5 separate regions of the Mus musculus genome follow, and all the other regions are linked to region 1. The links are chromatin contacts, called in public HiChIP or PLAC-seq maps. All regions are on one chromosome and are shown on one strand. The core of a region is the stretch at or near the end of the contact, and the rest is flanking DNA. Distances in the headings are between cores, read along the strand shown. Region 1 overlaps Fbxw7 (F-box and WD-40 domain protein 7). Region 2 has its middle 16 kb from the start of Gm26204. Region 3 holds the start of Glt28d2 (glycosyltransferase 28 domain containing 2). Region 4 overlaps Fam160a1 (family with sequence similarity 160, member A1). Region 5 has its middle 4.5 kb from the start of Gm31419.

Region 1 (2,623 bases), core at 44-2,543:
GTAATATATTTTCTGATTAACCTACTAATAATCATCATTTTAGACACATGAAAATTTAACAGTTTTTAAATATTAGCATGCAAACTCAAAGTCTGATAATGGACCAAGTAATTTTTTTTATTTTATCTGTTTTACTTTATAGATGAAAAGAAAGTTGGACCATGGTTCTGAAGTTCGTTCCTTTTCTTTGGGAAAGAAACCATGCAAAGTCTCAGATTATACCAGGTAACGTTGAATAGAGGGGTAGGCGGGCATGTCATCTGGAAACATTTCTTTGAATTTGTTTTCGAAGAATAATAGTGCTACTGTATTCAGTGTTGTTGGTTGTTGAAATGTGTTTTAACATTACAGAAACGGGGAAGGGCATGAGGCTCAACCCAAGCAGAAGGGCTGGCACTGTCCATCTTGGACTTTCTCACTGATACTCTGATGGGAGACACATGCTGGAGTTCTTTAAACAAGATTGCAAAGTCACAATTTTAAGGACTTCTAAACAGTAAACCGCGAGGAAATGTCTCTGGTTACTATAGCAACTGCTGTTTTAGGGTAGCTACTTTCATATACCAAATCGAAGATAAATTTATTAGCAGTGAGGTAAATCTCCCGGTTACTAAAACTTACTTCATGGAATGAATGTATTAGAAATCCCCATTTATTGGCATGATGGGTTTTATGTTTTAACACATACATTTCTACACTTGTAGAATAGTTTCCATAACAACTAAATACAATTGTAGTCTTGTTTCCTTCTTCACTCCATCATTTTTGGATTTTGCGTCAGTATAAAACTTTGCCCACTCTCACGCTAATTAGACTAACTTAAGCACAATATCTCATTTCCCAGCCAATTAAACATGGTTTTGGATGTCACTTGAAATGCTGAATTTTAACATTTAAATGACAAAAGTATCTAAGAACTCTGTGGTCCCCTCCCCCACTTTTGTATAACTGTCACTTTTATTGAATAACTGGTCAGAGTGAACAGTAGAAATTCCAAGGACATTATGGTTAGGATCTTTTTTTAAAAAAAAAAATTTTGATTTAGTTATTTTTATTCTGTGAAACAGAATAAAATTAACATTGCCTAGATACAAGATTTTCTAAAACATCATTACAAATTGTCACACACCCCATACATACAGTTTGTTTTTATTTTGTTCAATTGTGGAAATATATTTAATGCTCCTGGGTAATCAAGGAATCATACTGCTTAGGATAACTTTACATACAGAAAGCTCTGGCAAGATGATGCTAAAGAGATGAAGAAAGCTTCGTTCTCTGTACAGCCCTTCTCCCCTCCCCTCTGCTGTCTGACAATTTCACTGTTGGGCGCTTGCTTCCACCAGAGGGTGTGGAGGGATAGAGAGACACCGCAAATATTCACGTCATTTTGGTTTTCCTTCTAACCTTGATGATATATTTCTCAGATGAGGAAGTTGTTTGATGTTAAACTAATTGTAAATGTAATTTTTTTAATGCACAGATTTCAGTCTGTTCACATTATTTTGGTCTTCTATTAAAGACAATACCAAAACAAAAGTATTAAATGATCAGCTGTTTTAGAATAAAACTTTTGGTACAGAACACATTCTCATAAAATTTTTGTTGCCTACTTTTTATATCAAGACAGCAACAGCCTTTTAACAAGGAATCCTACTAAAGGAGAATTAGAGTCAATACATATTTATTTCCATGTCTTTGACACAATTTTGTCAGTTAGTAACATATATGTTTGATATTCAGTAATGATTCTGACAGGTTTTTTTTTGACAGGTAATAAGATAAAACTCATTTTGTATTCTCCTGCCTCCTTAGGAGACTTTAACTATTAACACAGCCTGTTTTATTTTGGAGAAAAAGAAACTGAATTTGCTTTTGGATTTGAATGAAGGAAAGATTGATTTGCTAGTTGAATATTAGAGATTGTTGTAAATAAATATTAAAAAATTCAAAGGGTGCAGGCATAAAGATTTTTCTATAAAATAGTGATTTATGTACCGTTTTAAAAAATTAAGAGTTTCTTCATTAGCGATTTGTCAGAGGTTGAAAATCAGTTGTTATGGTACAGGTTACATGTGCTCTTTGTGTTTCTTTTTTAATTCTTTTCTTTTTGGTTTTGTTTTGTTGGGGTTTTTTTGTTGGTTTTTTTTTGTTTGTTTTGTAAACAAATTCACTGTAACCCAGCCTGACTTAGAATTCACTATGTAGCTTGCCTCAAACTTAAAATGGTCTTTCTGCCTCATCCTCAAGTGCTGTGATAACAGATGTGAGCTGTCTGCTCTTTGGATTTAAGATACTTTATTATCATAGTTCAGTGAGCTGAGGATTCTTCCACAGGTCTAGTTTTGTTGAACGTTAATACCACCTGTAAGGCAGAAATGCTCACATTACCTGGTTTGAGGTGCTTGAACCAGCTTAGAGGAGCCACCAGCGTGTCTGTGTGTGTGTGTGTCTGTGTGTGTGTGTGTGTGTGTGTGTGTGTGTGTGTGTGTGTGTGTGTGTCTGTGTGTGTGTGTCTGTGTGTGTCTGTGTGTGTGTGTGTGTGTGTGTCTGTGTGTGTGTGTGTGTGTGTGTGTGTGTGTGTGTGTGTCTGTGTGTGTGTCTGCTACAGTCTCAGGGCTGG
Region 2 (2,623 bases), core at 43-2,542, 970 kb after region 1:
ATTTGCATATATACTTCTATTTGTAAGTATTTTAAATAAACTGTGTGTGCTTACTACAGGGAAATTTTAAATCCATAAGAAAGTCAATAATCACATATAATTACGACTAATTAGTGATTTGTTGAAATGCTCTTTCCAAGGCCTTTTGAGTCGGCTTCTCCATCCCTGGCTAACATTAAGGGCGAGCCAGCCTATCAGTCAGCAAACGTGGGCCAATACAGCAAGCATCTCCAGCCTCAGCTAGCTAGGATCTGTCCTCTTCTTCACGTGCAAGACTGGATATCCATCTGTTCCGTTATTTTCCTCAATAATTTTCTCCTAACTATAAAAGTGCTTTTGTTTCTTATTTTATAAAATTATAAAACATAAGAGGAAAATTAGACTTCAACAATAAGTCTACCAATTAGAGATTTTATTATGTGTATGTGCCTCTTAAACACTTTAAGAACACTAGAATCTCAAATCGTTTGGGTATCTGGACTTTGCTTTTGTTATTGTCGTTGTTTGACTGCGGGGGTGGGTATTTGTGGGCACACATATGCCTATTTTTCGGGCATTCATGAAATGGAGGTTTACATGGGAGTGACTTACCTTAACTACCTGACACCTTAGCTTCTGAGCCAGGGTCTTGCTGAACCTAGAGCGAGCTGACCAGCAGACCCCAGGGATCCTCCCGTCTGCCTCTGCAGCTCTAGGGTTACAGCGCCCTGCTTTCCAAATTCAGGTCCTCGTGCTTAGCGGCAAGCACTTTACTAGCTAAGCCACCTCCTCAATTCCCAGGCACACACACACACTTCTTTTTTTCTTTTTTAGATAAAGTCCCATTGTGAGACACAAGCTAGTCTCTAACTTGTAATCCCCCTGCCCTACTTAGCCCCCTGAGTACAGGGGGTTACAAATTTGTCACCATAACGGGCTATTTATTTATTTACAAAATTTATTCTCGTTTATCATTTTCCCTGCCTTTAAAATAATGTCTGGAACACAGTTACATAGCTGCACTGTTTTCTTTTGTATGAACATTTAGCAAGTCATTTTACCAGCCCTTCATCATTAGATATTTCTATTACTTCGAAATTTTTCCCAAGGCAAGACCACTGCGCACTGGAGTAAGGGAACGTGCAATAAGCCTGTAGTAACTGTCGTTTAATAAACCACAGAGCTTAGAACTGAGGGGCGACATGGATGGCAGGGATAAAGAATGTCTTCCCCCTGGTTCCAGGAGGTCGGTTTTTACTGCCCTAGCGAGGATTCCCTGGAACCCGCCTCTCCAGGGTTCCTACTGTCTGCTGAGCTGCACTGCATCCCTGTGGCCATGGGTGGTACTGCAGCACGGAGGCCTCAGCAAAGCTGCTTAGATTCCTTTCCTGACCGATTTTTTAAATCCAATTTAAAACTGTGACCATTTTCCTTCAACTCTCAAATTGGAAATTTACAAGCCCAAACTGATAGTCTGTGTGATATTTCCCTTGTAATAAACACTACTTTAGTGCCTTGAGCATTTAACTAAAACAAACAAAAACCTACCCAGCTGTAGCGCCCGCCCTCTCCCCCACACCGTCCTTTAGTCATATTGAAGGAAGCCCTCAAACAAGTGGAGATTATTCTTCTCTGTGGGACTTTCCACATGCTAGCAAGAACTCCTAAGGCTCGGCATTCTTTGGATTCCAGTGGGTTTGGTTGTCTTCCACATGCTACATGGACTGTAAACAGTCCTGCCCCACAATCCGATCTCCTCCCCTACAGGGCTGGAAAGGTTCCTCACGTTACCCATCCTTTCTCATATCTTGGAGACAGTAAGTCCCAAAGTGACACAGTAGAAATCTAGTGTGCAGAAACCCGGAACAAGGTGGTGTATGATACAATACATTCTCTTCATGCAGTTCCGTTATACTTAGCTCTGTCAGTGTTCCTGAGGCAACTACTAAATGGCCACAGACACTGACATCAAGAAGAAAGAGCAAGGGAGGAGAAGGAAGGTCCGAGAGATAGGCTCTCAACTGTGCACAAAGTACTGCTCCTTTCAAACTCTTCCAGTAGGGTCAAAGTTTGGAGTGTGGATGGTTTTGTTTGCTTGCTTCCTTTTTCAGTACTGCATATGGACCCATGGCCTCAGGAAAGCTAAGAAAGCGGTCTACAACTGATGCTGTACCGCCAGCCCATTGATGAGCTTAAGATGGTGAGCTCAGACACCCACATTCCCAAAAGAGTTTTTGGCTACCCACGTGACTCTAATATACCACCGGCATTGCAAACCTTTGCCTCAGAATATCTACAGTACTGAAGAGAACTCCTGAGGCTCAAGTCATAAAGACATAGTTCTAAGAGTAAGAATTTCTGAGGCAGGGGGAGCACGCCTTGAAGGCAGGACTGGTTGTAGAGATCTGCTAGGCTTGATGTCTACCAACCATTCTTTCTTCTAAAAGCAACTGATGTTCCCATGGAAACTGCTGGCTCCCTACCCAAGTCTGTCACTTGAGGTATGTGAGCTTCCTACCCTGGCTCAGGACAACCCTGGCCACTCCTGTCCTGCACCGTGCATCCAAGATATGACTTTACTTTCATGGAGCTAAACTTGCCCTTGGACTCAGTCATAGCTGAACCTTAAGGCTAACCATCTACC
Region 3 (2,623 bases), core at 73-2,572, 930 kb after region 1:
CCTCCCAGAGCAGCCCACAGAGTAGTAGGCCCCATCTAAAGAAAGCAACAATTGGTCTGCCATCTCCCCCGCCCACCCCACCCCCTTCCTCCTCCTGAGAACAGCCTGTCTTCATTTGGAGCTCTTTTCTCTTAAAGGAGGGGATGTGGTACCCCCTGCGCCTGGATGGCTAGGGCTGCAATACCTGTAGAATAGTTGACAGCTGATCTGTCAAGTACAGGAGGCTAAAGCCAACCTGGGCTAATTCTCAGCACCCACTCACAGGAGTCCCAAAACTCCAAGCAAACACAGTAGCTGTCACCCCCAACACCTCACCCACCCGAGCTTGAAATAAAACAATAGCTAGCTAACCTCGCAGGAGTGGGGTTAACAAGGGAGCTTTGTTGAAACCAGGGAAAACAAGCACACACACACGCGCACATACATACATATACACACACTGATAACCATAACTCAAACTCAGTTTCATCAGAGAATTTATGAAATTGAGCAACAGTAACCCAACAATAAATTCCTCACAGCAGGAAAGTGCTGCAAGCCCAGTGGCACCGCCTCTGACTCTGGTGTATGCCAGGAAAGGTTTGGAGAGGAAGACAGACCTAGATCTCATCGTCTCTGCCAATTATTCCTGGGGGACCCAGGCGCTGCGACCCAAGGGACTGAGAAAAGAGGTGGAGAGCCTGATGACATCTTCCTCCGTCAAAACAAGCTGGCCTTCTTCTTCCAGGGTCAGTCCTGAGTAACGTCGCCTGCAGGAGCCCCCAGCGTCCCGGGTAGTCACTGGACTTCCCCAGCCGTCCTACCAGTCCTCTCTCCAAAACCTGCTCCTGCCACCCAGCAGGATGCAGGAAGGAGGTTCTCGGGACAGTCTCTTCCTCCTCCAACACCCTAAAATAAAATAAAAGCAAGCCTTCAAGCACAGATTTCTTACCTGCGTGCGGCCGCGGATCCTCCTGCTACGCAGTGTCCCCTAGACAGTCAGAAAGTTTGTGCGACGGTCCCGGGTGCGGGAGAACAACCGAGCCTCCAGCGCACAGGGCACAACAGAGGACTGAGCCGGCTCCTCTGGGCCTAACACCCAACTCCAGGCGCCCGGGCAGCTGCCCTCGGGCGTCTGGGCGCGGTGACCTCCAGCCCTGGCTTCAACTCAGTCTGAGGACCCGGGGACAAATCACCCAGCTAGAGAAGGTCGGGGCACAACTTTTCTCCAGCACGTCAGCGGGTGACGGAGCTTCGCAGGTCTCGGGCTGGTCCCCGCCCCACAGCCCGCACCCTCCGAGGCAGGGAGGTGGCAGGGGCGGGGCCCAACCTGCCGAGCGACTCAGGGGCCCCGCCCCCAGGGCCTCCACCGCCTCCGACCCCGCCCCCAGTAAGCCCCGCCCTGTCGCCCAGACCCGCCTCCGCCAGGTGCTCGGGAGACTCGAATTGCGCGACTACAGCGCGCACCGGTTTCCTAGGTGAAGGGGGCGGGGCCTCTGCGAGAAAGTTTCCACCGAAACTTGAACTGGAGCGTTGTGGAGGACGCCTCGCCCTTGGGGGCTCGCCTCTCTGGCGAACTTCATCCCTCCTCCCGCGTCACGCCTGACAGGCAGGCACGCCCGGCTGGTTTCTAGGGTTTTCTGAGGAAAGGAAGCTGCACACCGCGACGCGCGGACGTCTTAGATTTCCCACTTCCAGAAGGTTTGAGTGCGGAGCCGTACGCATCGCCCCACGCGGATTCCCTTCGCCTGGTCTCGTCTTCCTGAGATATTTGAACTTTAACATGACAGGACAGTCCCAGTAGATCTGAGGCAAAAGATGAACGTGATCTCCTTTTACTGGACTGGAAAACTCGCCTGAATGAACAGGAGGCCATTTGGTTCCAGCAAGGAAGCAAAGAGTTGCAGTTTTGCAGTTTAGTTTCTTAGGGGTAATTTTAGTCGTTCGGACCTTATTTGTGAGCTTGAGGGTATTGCATAGGTGTGTGTCGTTCATTCACTGGCAACTGTCCCCACTGCCACCCTACCTCCAGCCAAAAAGAAAGGGCTGTTAAATGAATAGTCCTTAGCAAGGATGAAAGTTCGCAACTCGGAGCTCAGGAGAATGGAGAACAGCAGGGAGGTGGTGGCCCTTTGGCACTGTGTGGTACATTATCCTCTTCCAGGGCCCAACCCTCGACCTGGGGCGACCTTTGCCTAAGGACTGAGAACAGCATGCCACGCCAGCTCTCCCCTTCAGTCTCCACGCCCTATGTGCTTGGACGGTCTGTCCAGGCTCTGCTTCCTGTACTTTAAATCCCATAGGAGGAATTTGAATCTTGGTTAGCGGCTCTCTTGCTATTTGCATTGCCCTGTGGTTAGTGTGGCTGAAACTTGAATTGAGTCCTCCTCCCAGCGGATGGGGCTACACCACAGTCTGAGAAAACGGATGTGGAGGTTTTCCACCACAGCATCCTACTGGCGCCTCACCAAATCCTGCTTCTGAGGAAGAGTCTTCCTTTGTTCTGCATGAATGACCTCCGGAGATAACCAAAATCGGGCAGATCTAGTTTTCTAATTTTCCTTGCACCCATAGCAACTGGATGGTACAAACTTCATGCTTTCTCCTACTATCTGTACATCACCACCACCACCACCACCACCAC
Region 4 (2,623 bases), core at 91-2,590, 710 kb after region 1:
GCCAAGGCTGCCAGCTCCTTCAGGAACTCTGGGAAGAGAGCAGCAGCCAGCATGGTGTTCTTCACTGGCAGAGGCAGGTTTGGGGGTGCCCTGGTCACCTTGGCTCTGTTGCCTAGGAAGGGCTGAAGCACACGTGGAGGGCCATCCAAAAGGGTCTTGTCACTTTCTGGCCTGGAGATCTCCTGAATGGGATCTGAAAACAGAAAGAAGACAGTTCTGGGACTCTTACATGACAAGTGTGTGTGTAAGGGGCAAGTGGATTCATGGAGGGAATAGTAGTGGGTGCAGTTCCTCTCCCGACTAGATCTGCAGACAGCCCTGATATTCTCCATGACAAGCTTGTCCAGCTTGTCATAGCTAGCACTCAGCTTGTAACACAGAACTGTCTATCTGAAATCACATACACAGGAAGAGATGTGGCAATAATACCGGGTTGGCAAGAAATTCCCAGCTAGACACTGTACTGACACCCTGAAGTCCTGATTATCTGGGAGATCAAGGAAGAAGGGTCATGTGACTCAGTAGTTCAAGATCAACCTGGGCAACAGCAAACCCCTGACTGGATGGATGGATAGATGGACAGACACAGACAGTAGGCAGACAGACTGACTTCCAATAGCTCCTGCTACCACTGCTGACAGTTGAGTGGAGACTGGGCTCATGGGAAATCTACCAAAGACACCTGTGGCCCCTCTGCTCTCCTGATACCCAGTACTGAGCCAACTACTCTACTCCTGCCAGGGCCACCCTGGTCACCAGGTGCAGCTCCTTAAACTCCTGTGTTCTGCAGCTATTGCTCTGACCTCAGCTTCCCAGAAACCCCAGCCCATTCTGTCTGGGTCCTCTAGCCTCCAGAACACAAGAAGAGTAAGAGATCCCTCTAGATCACCAGAGATAATGGGATGGACTAGGCTAAGAATTCACACAGCCATCAGGATCTAATGGCAACAAAGGGCTTGGACAGCCAGCACTTAAAGAGGGCTCCAGGGGCCTGTGTCTCCCTCAGCAACATAAATCTAAGATGGCACGAGCCCAGGTTCCAACACATCCAGCTGATTTGCATTTTTATACCAAATCGGTTCTCCTAATTAAAATGGTTCAATCTCCCTGACTGATTCCTGAGCTCTCCAGCCCTCATATGTTTGTAGGAGTTCTTTATGCCACCTCTGCCCCTCCCCAAATGATCCCATCAACCCTCCCAAATCACGGTATCCAGGCTCTTCATTATTCTGGCTGCTTTTTAGAATTCAGCCCCATTTTTCAACACTTTTCAGAGTGTTGCTTAACGACGGCACTAAAAATTCTTGACATTTATAGTACTTTCTACATCTCACTACTATAGTCTTTAGTGTTAAAAAAAATCCTCTACTTTGCTGCTTTAAATATCCTTTTGGATTAAAGCATATCACAGTTCGTGTCACAGAGAAGTTGTTGAGAATCTGTCTCCTACTATCTCTTATCAGAGCTCCCTCTAGCCCCATCAGGGGTATTAACAATGCAGAGGCCCAAGGTCAGCCTTGGTGACCCACCCACACTGGTCCTCAGACACTTCAGGTCTCCCACGAGCCATCGGAGCTCACTGGGGAAGCTGGCCTGGATCCACTGGGGATCAGAACACCCAGACTGGAATCTATGCTGTGCTGGCTGCCTCGTCCCCTGCAGCTCCGTCCCCACATTTCCCTTCACCCACATCTTACTAAGCTTCAGAGGCACTGGGACTATAGCTAAGAGCACAGATTCTGTGACCTACCTACCAGCTGGGCTACTCCAGGCAAGTGGCTTCACCTCTCTGTGCTCTCACTTCCTCTGACTGTCAGAAGCTCATGGCATTGCTATAATGATCAAGTGAGTCACCAGGTATCAATACACAGGGGCCACACTAGACTGCATGTGGCCCACTTCAGCTGCCACTCACTTCCCGAAAGCCCCTCTCTGCCCGGGTCCCTGCCCCATTCACTGGAGGCTGGCACAGGGTTTCAGCCACACACTGCTCTTTTCAAGAGCCAAGCCCCCTGAGAATGTCTCACAAACCCTGGCCAGTCTATCCAGGGAGCCTACAACACTTTGCAGAATGTGTGACCAAGGAAATAACCCCCCACTCCTCCACACTCAAGTTCTCCTTAGAGCTGCCTCTCACGCCTAACCTCCACTTCCCAACTCAACCCCACCCTGCTCGCTAAACCATGCTCTTTGTGGATTTTTTACATCTAGCGTGACTTGTGAATTGGAGATGTCACTGCTAAGGTTTGCCTGCCCAGCTTGAATCCACAAATCATTGTTCATGACACAGAAGAGCAGCAAAGGGGTCCGAAGACTTACAGGGACATCCTTCAGGCAGTTCCAGCATCCCCTGGGGTGGACCCGAGCTGGCTTACCACCAGGAGATGGCCTTTCAATGTGTCACAAGTAGGCAGATTTGAGTGATTACCCTGGCCTGGATCACCAAGGCTGTTTCCTTTGCTGTAAAATGGGTTAGCATCTAGCCACCTTCTAGAATCAGAGCTCAGTTAAAGGAGTCTTTACATTAAGTCGGGTCATGGCACTATTATTGTGTAGTTTTAATGTATTTGAGTGGGAGTTCTTTCTTCTTCCTCCTCCTTTTCTTCCTCCTTCTCCTCCTTTC
Region 5 (2,623 bases), core at 49-2,548, 540 kb after region 1:
CACGTGCATATGCGTAATAGTAAGTAACACAATAGAAGCCATGCAAGATAAACATAAAATAGCATTAAAGATACAATAATAATTTATTTTCATCAAAGCAGACTCTTGACCCTAAGAAGCTGGTTGCTAGTACAGACAATAAAAATACTGACAAATATATATTTAATATCTAGAGCACAGTTTGGCCAGTGCCTTTTAAATACCTTTTATTGGCCAGCTTTCTATCACTATACTGAACAACTGAGATAATCAGCTTACAGGGAGTTTCATCTTGGCTCATGGCTTCAAAGGTTCTAATCCATGCTTGTTTGGTCCCATTTCTACTAAGCCTGTGCCAGATGACAATGGGAAGAAGCAGAAGAAAGATGCTCACCCCATGGTCAAAACGTGGAAGAGGGGAAGAAGGGGCCAGGGTTCTATCTCTCCGAGGACACACCCATCAACGACCTTGCACCTCCTACCTCTGGAAGCTTCCAGTGGCTCTGATAGCACTAAGCTGTGGACTGCAGTGTCATCACATGAGAGACAGTTAAGATTCAAACTTAAGCACACCTGTTTTCTATTTCTTAAAATAGAATACTCAAAATAATAACCTTTGTTATTATTTGTTACACATGGCTTCCGAGCTAAAGGGGGATCATTTAGAGAGTTCCATTTAAAGAGAGAAGGCAAACTTCTTCCTTCCATCTGCTGTAGAGAAGTTGGCTGGTGCGGCCAGAGAGACCCAGCAGCCACCTAGAGGAGAGAAGTTGCATCCTAGGCTTTGTGCTTCAAAAACCCAGAGGCAGCTTCAGTCCTCACTAACCACTAGGACACCCCACCAGACCGTCAACCTCAGACATTTTATTTTACTTTCAAAAAAATCCACCTCATTTAAAGTATGACCTGCCAAGTTTCTGTTGTGTATAACTTAGCTGATTAGCATAAAATATGTACACACCACACATATTAAAGTAGGTATACAATGATGAAATATATGGCTTACAGTGAATAACAACCGTTCACTGAACAGAAAACCAGAGCAAACAATTGCAGGCTTAAATTTTGATGTTTGGCAGGAATAAAAATACATTTTTGTGTGTGTGGGTGGGTTGTAGATTGTGTTTACTGGCAACACCATTTCAGAAAAGTTGCCGTGTTTGCATTGAGTAAATTAATGAATGGTTAAATCACTATTTTAAGTTGAGATACTGTTTCCTGTTTTAAAACACTTTACAGAGCCGTAAATACCCCACCTGCATTGGCTCGTTCAAGGGAACCATCCCATCTGCATTTTAGCCCTCTTTGTCTTGTCTCATCCAAGCATCAGCACCATTGAAGTGTCAGTGCTGCAATCCCATCCTCTTGGTTTTAAAACGCCAGTGCCGTGCTCATTTGCATGTTAGTTGGCATAAATTTAAATATTAATTTCAGGACACATTGCCTCTAAATCCAGAAAATAAATATAGCCTTCTGCTGCATTACAATACAGAAAACCAGTATTTAGGGCTCAGGAGTGTCTAAACATTTTAAACCACCTACATTTAGTCAGGCTCAGATTAAATGTAAACATACATGCACCTTACAAATTCATTCACACACTGGTCAAATTCCAGGTTGTGAACCACCAGAGAATGTATTCCTCTCATTTATTCTCATGTGTCCAGCTATAAATGCTTCCAGTTTAGACGAGCTGATAATCTAATTTTCAAGACCGTATCGTCTGGGCCTTATTTTAGCTAAAGAGCAGAAGAACCCACCTATGACTGCTTTAAACTAAGCTGTGCGTTTATAGGCTCACTCAAGCTGGAGCCCAAGGGTGGTCTTACTTCTGGAACAATTGTGCTGAGGTGTTCAAATGATGTCTCTGTCTCTGTCTTTCAGCCCTGACTCCTCTGGCTTTGCGCTCTTACTGGTCCTCGCACATGTGCTAGGAAGGTATGTTTGGCTTTTTGATCCCACAGGTCCCCACCCATGTGCTAGGAGGACATGCCTACCAGTCCCACTGTGGGGGGTGGGGAGGATTCCTATCCAGTTTCAATCAGGTGCTCATCTTGATGGTTGACAGCTTTGCCAGAATCAAAGGCAGTTAGGAAGGATGGTTTGTTTCCAGGAGGAAAAGTAAGTTTTTTTTTTTTTTTAAATGTTGTATTGTACAGCTGGTGGGGGACGCATGCCTGCCCATTCTTAGGTTTTTGCTGAAAAGAGAATGCGCCGAATGAGCTTCCATTCCCAGTGGGCTAGCAAAGCTGGTCCTGTCTTTAAAAACTCTGGGCTGCTACCAACAGGGAATTGCTGGGATGTACAAGAGCCGCTTAATCTTTTATGTGCAAACAAATCACCTATAATTAAAAATGTGTGTGCATTTGGATCCAATAGGTTTAGAATATGGCTGTGGATCAGGTAGTACTGTAAATGCACACTGATCTGTTGTCACACTGTAAAGTCACACGATTCTGCTGGTCCTCAGACCACAGTGAATAGCAAAGGTCGATCTTTGATCACTGCCCCTGAGACCTCAGCGACCTGCCCACACCTTTACAGAACTGTTTGACCATCAGCCTTTGGTCACCACCTCAGGTCCTGTAGTGAGCCACCTTTCCAGCTGCCATTCGAAAATTAAGAATTAACATAGTGGGAGCTG

Evidence for each region. HiChIP or PLAC-seq counts read pairs in DNA pulled down with a chosen protein or histone mark.
Region 2: a contact with region 1 is called in an H3K4me3 HiChIP or PLAC-seq map of forebrain, with 7 times the contacts expected there. The contact joins two enhancer-like sites. A contact is called at or near these places in 4 of 39 promoter capture datasets (cranial neural crest, frontonasal cranial neural crest, maxillary cranial neural crest and 1 more), 3 of 484 Hi-C or Micro-C datasets (cortical neurons, embryonic fibroblasts and embryonic retina), 3 of 115 datasets of contacts at active chromatin or transcription factors (VIP interneurons, astrocytes and forebrain) and 1 of 9 other capture datasets (embryonic stem cells).
Region 3: a contact with region 1 is called in an H3K4me3 HiChIP or PLAC-seq map of forebrain, with 4 times the contacts expected there. The contact joins the promoter of Glt28d2 here to the enhancer-like site in region 1. A contact is called at or near these places in 8 of 39 promoter capture datasets (the SN4741 cell line, cranial neural crest, embryonic stem cells and 5 more) and 1 of 115 datasets of contacts at active chromatin or transcription factors (forebrain).
Region 4: an H3K4me3 HiChIP or PLAC-seq map of forebrain shows a contact between it and region 1, with 6 times the contacts expected there. The contact joins two enhancer-like sites. A contact is called at or near these places in 3 of 484 Hi-C or Micro-C datasets (cerebral cortex and cortical neurons) and 4 of 115 datasets of contacts at active chromatin or transcription factors (astrocytes, embryonic stem cells, forebrain and 1 more).
Region 5: an H3K4me3 HiChIP or PLAC-seq map of forebrain shows a contact between it and region 1, with 18 times the contacts expected there. The contact joins two enhancer-like sites. A contact is called at or near these places in 2 of 484 Hi-C or Micro-C datasets (cerebellum and embryonic fibroblasts) and 5 of 115 datasets of contacts at active chromatin or transcription factors (SST interneurons, VIP interneurons, embryonic forebrain and 2 more).

What each region holds. Positions count from the first base shown.
Region 1 is chr3:84,954,733-84,957,355 of GRCm38.p6, forward strand. Fbxw7 (F-box and WD-40 domain protein 7) reads left to right here. Exons shown (of 14, transcript NM_001177773.1): 5 at 143-225. Among named protein-coding and RNA genes, the nearest start is that of Gm30944, 67 kb to the right of the region's middle. Within about 2 kb of position 1,294, at least 6 of the 459 cell types and tissues checked have an H3K27ac peak or open chromatin away from gene starts, as enhancers often do. A contact at or near this core is called in cortical neurons and forebrain, where this site is marked.
Region 2 is chr3:85,922,874-85,925,496 of GRCm38.p6, forward strand. No RefSeq gene overlaps it. Among named protein-coding and RNA genes, the nearest start is that of Gm26204, 16 kb to the left of the region's middle. Within about 2 kb of position 1,293, at least 76 of the 459 cell types and tissues checked have an H3K27ac peak or open chromatin away from gene starts, as enhancers often do. A contact at or near this core is called in forebrain, where this site is marked.
Region 3 is chr3:85,886,196-85,888,818 of GRCm38.p6, forward strand. Glt28d2 (glycosyltransferase 28 domain containing 2) reads right to left here and starts at 1,323. Exons shown (of 2, transcript NM_177130.3): 1 at 932-1,323.
Region 4 is chr3:85,661,026-85,663,648 of GRCm38.p6, forward strand. It overlaps Fam160a1 (family with sequence similarity 160, member A1), which reads right to left. Exons shown (of 12, transcript NM_172682.3): 12 at 1-193. Among named protein-coding and RNA genes, the nearest start is that of Gm40082, 50 kb to the right of the region's middle. Within about 2 kb of position 1,341, at least 10 of the 459 cell types and tissues checked have an H3K27ac peak or open chromatin away from gene starts, as enhancers often do. A contact at or near this core is called in cortical neurons and forebrain, where this site is marked.
Region 5 is chr3:85,495,008-85,497,630 of GRCm38.p6, forward strand. No RefSeq gene overlaps it. Among named protein-coding and RNA genes, the nearest start is that of Gm31419, 4.5 kb to the left of the region's middle. Within about 2 kb of position 1,299, at least 5 of the 459 cell types and tissues checked have an H3K27ac peak or open chromatin away from gene starts, as enhancers often do. A contact at or near this core is called in forebrain, where this site is marked.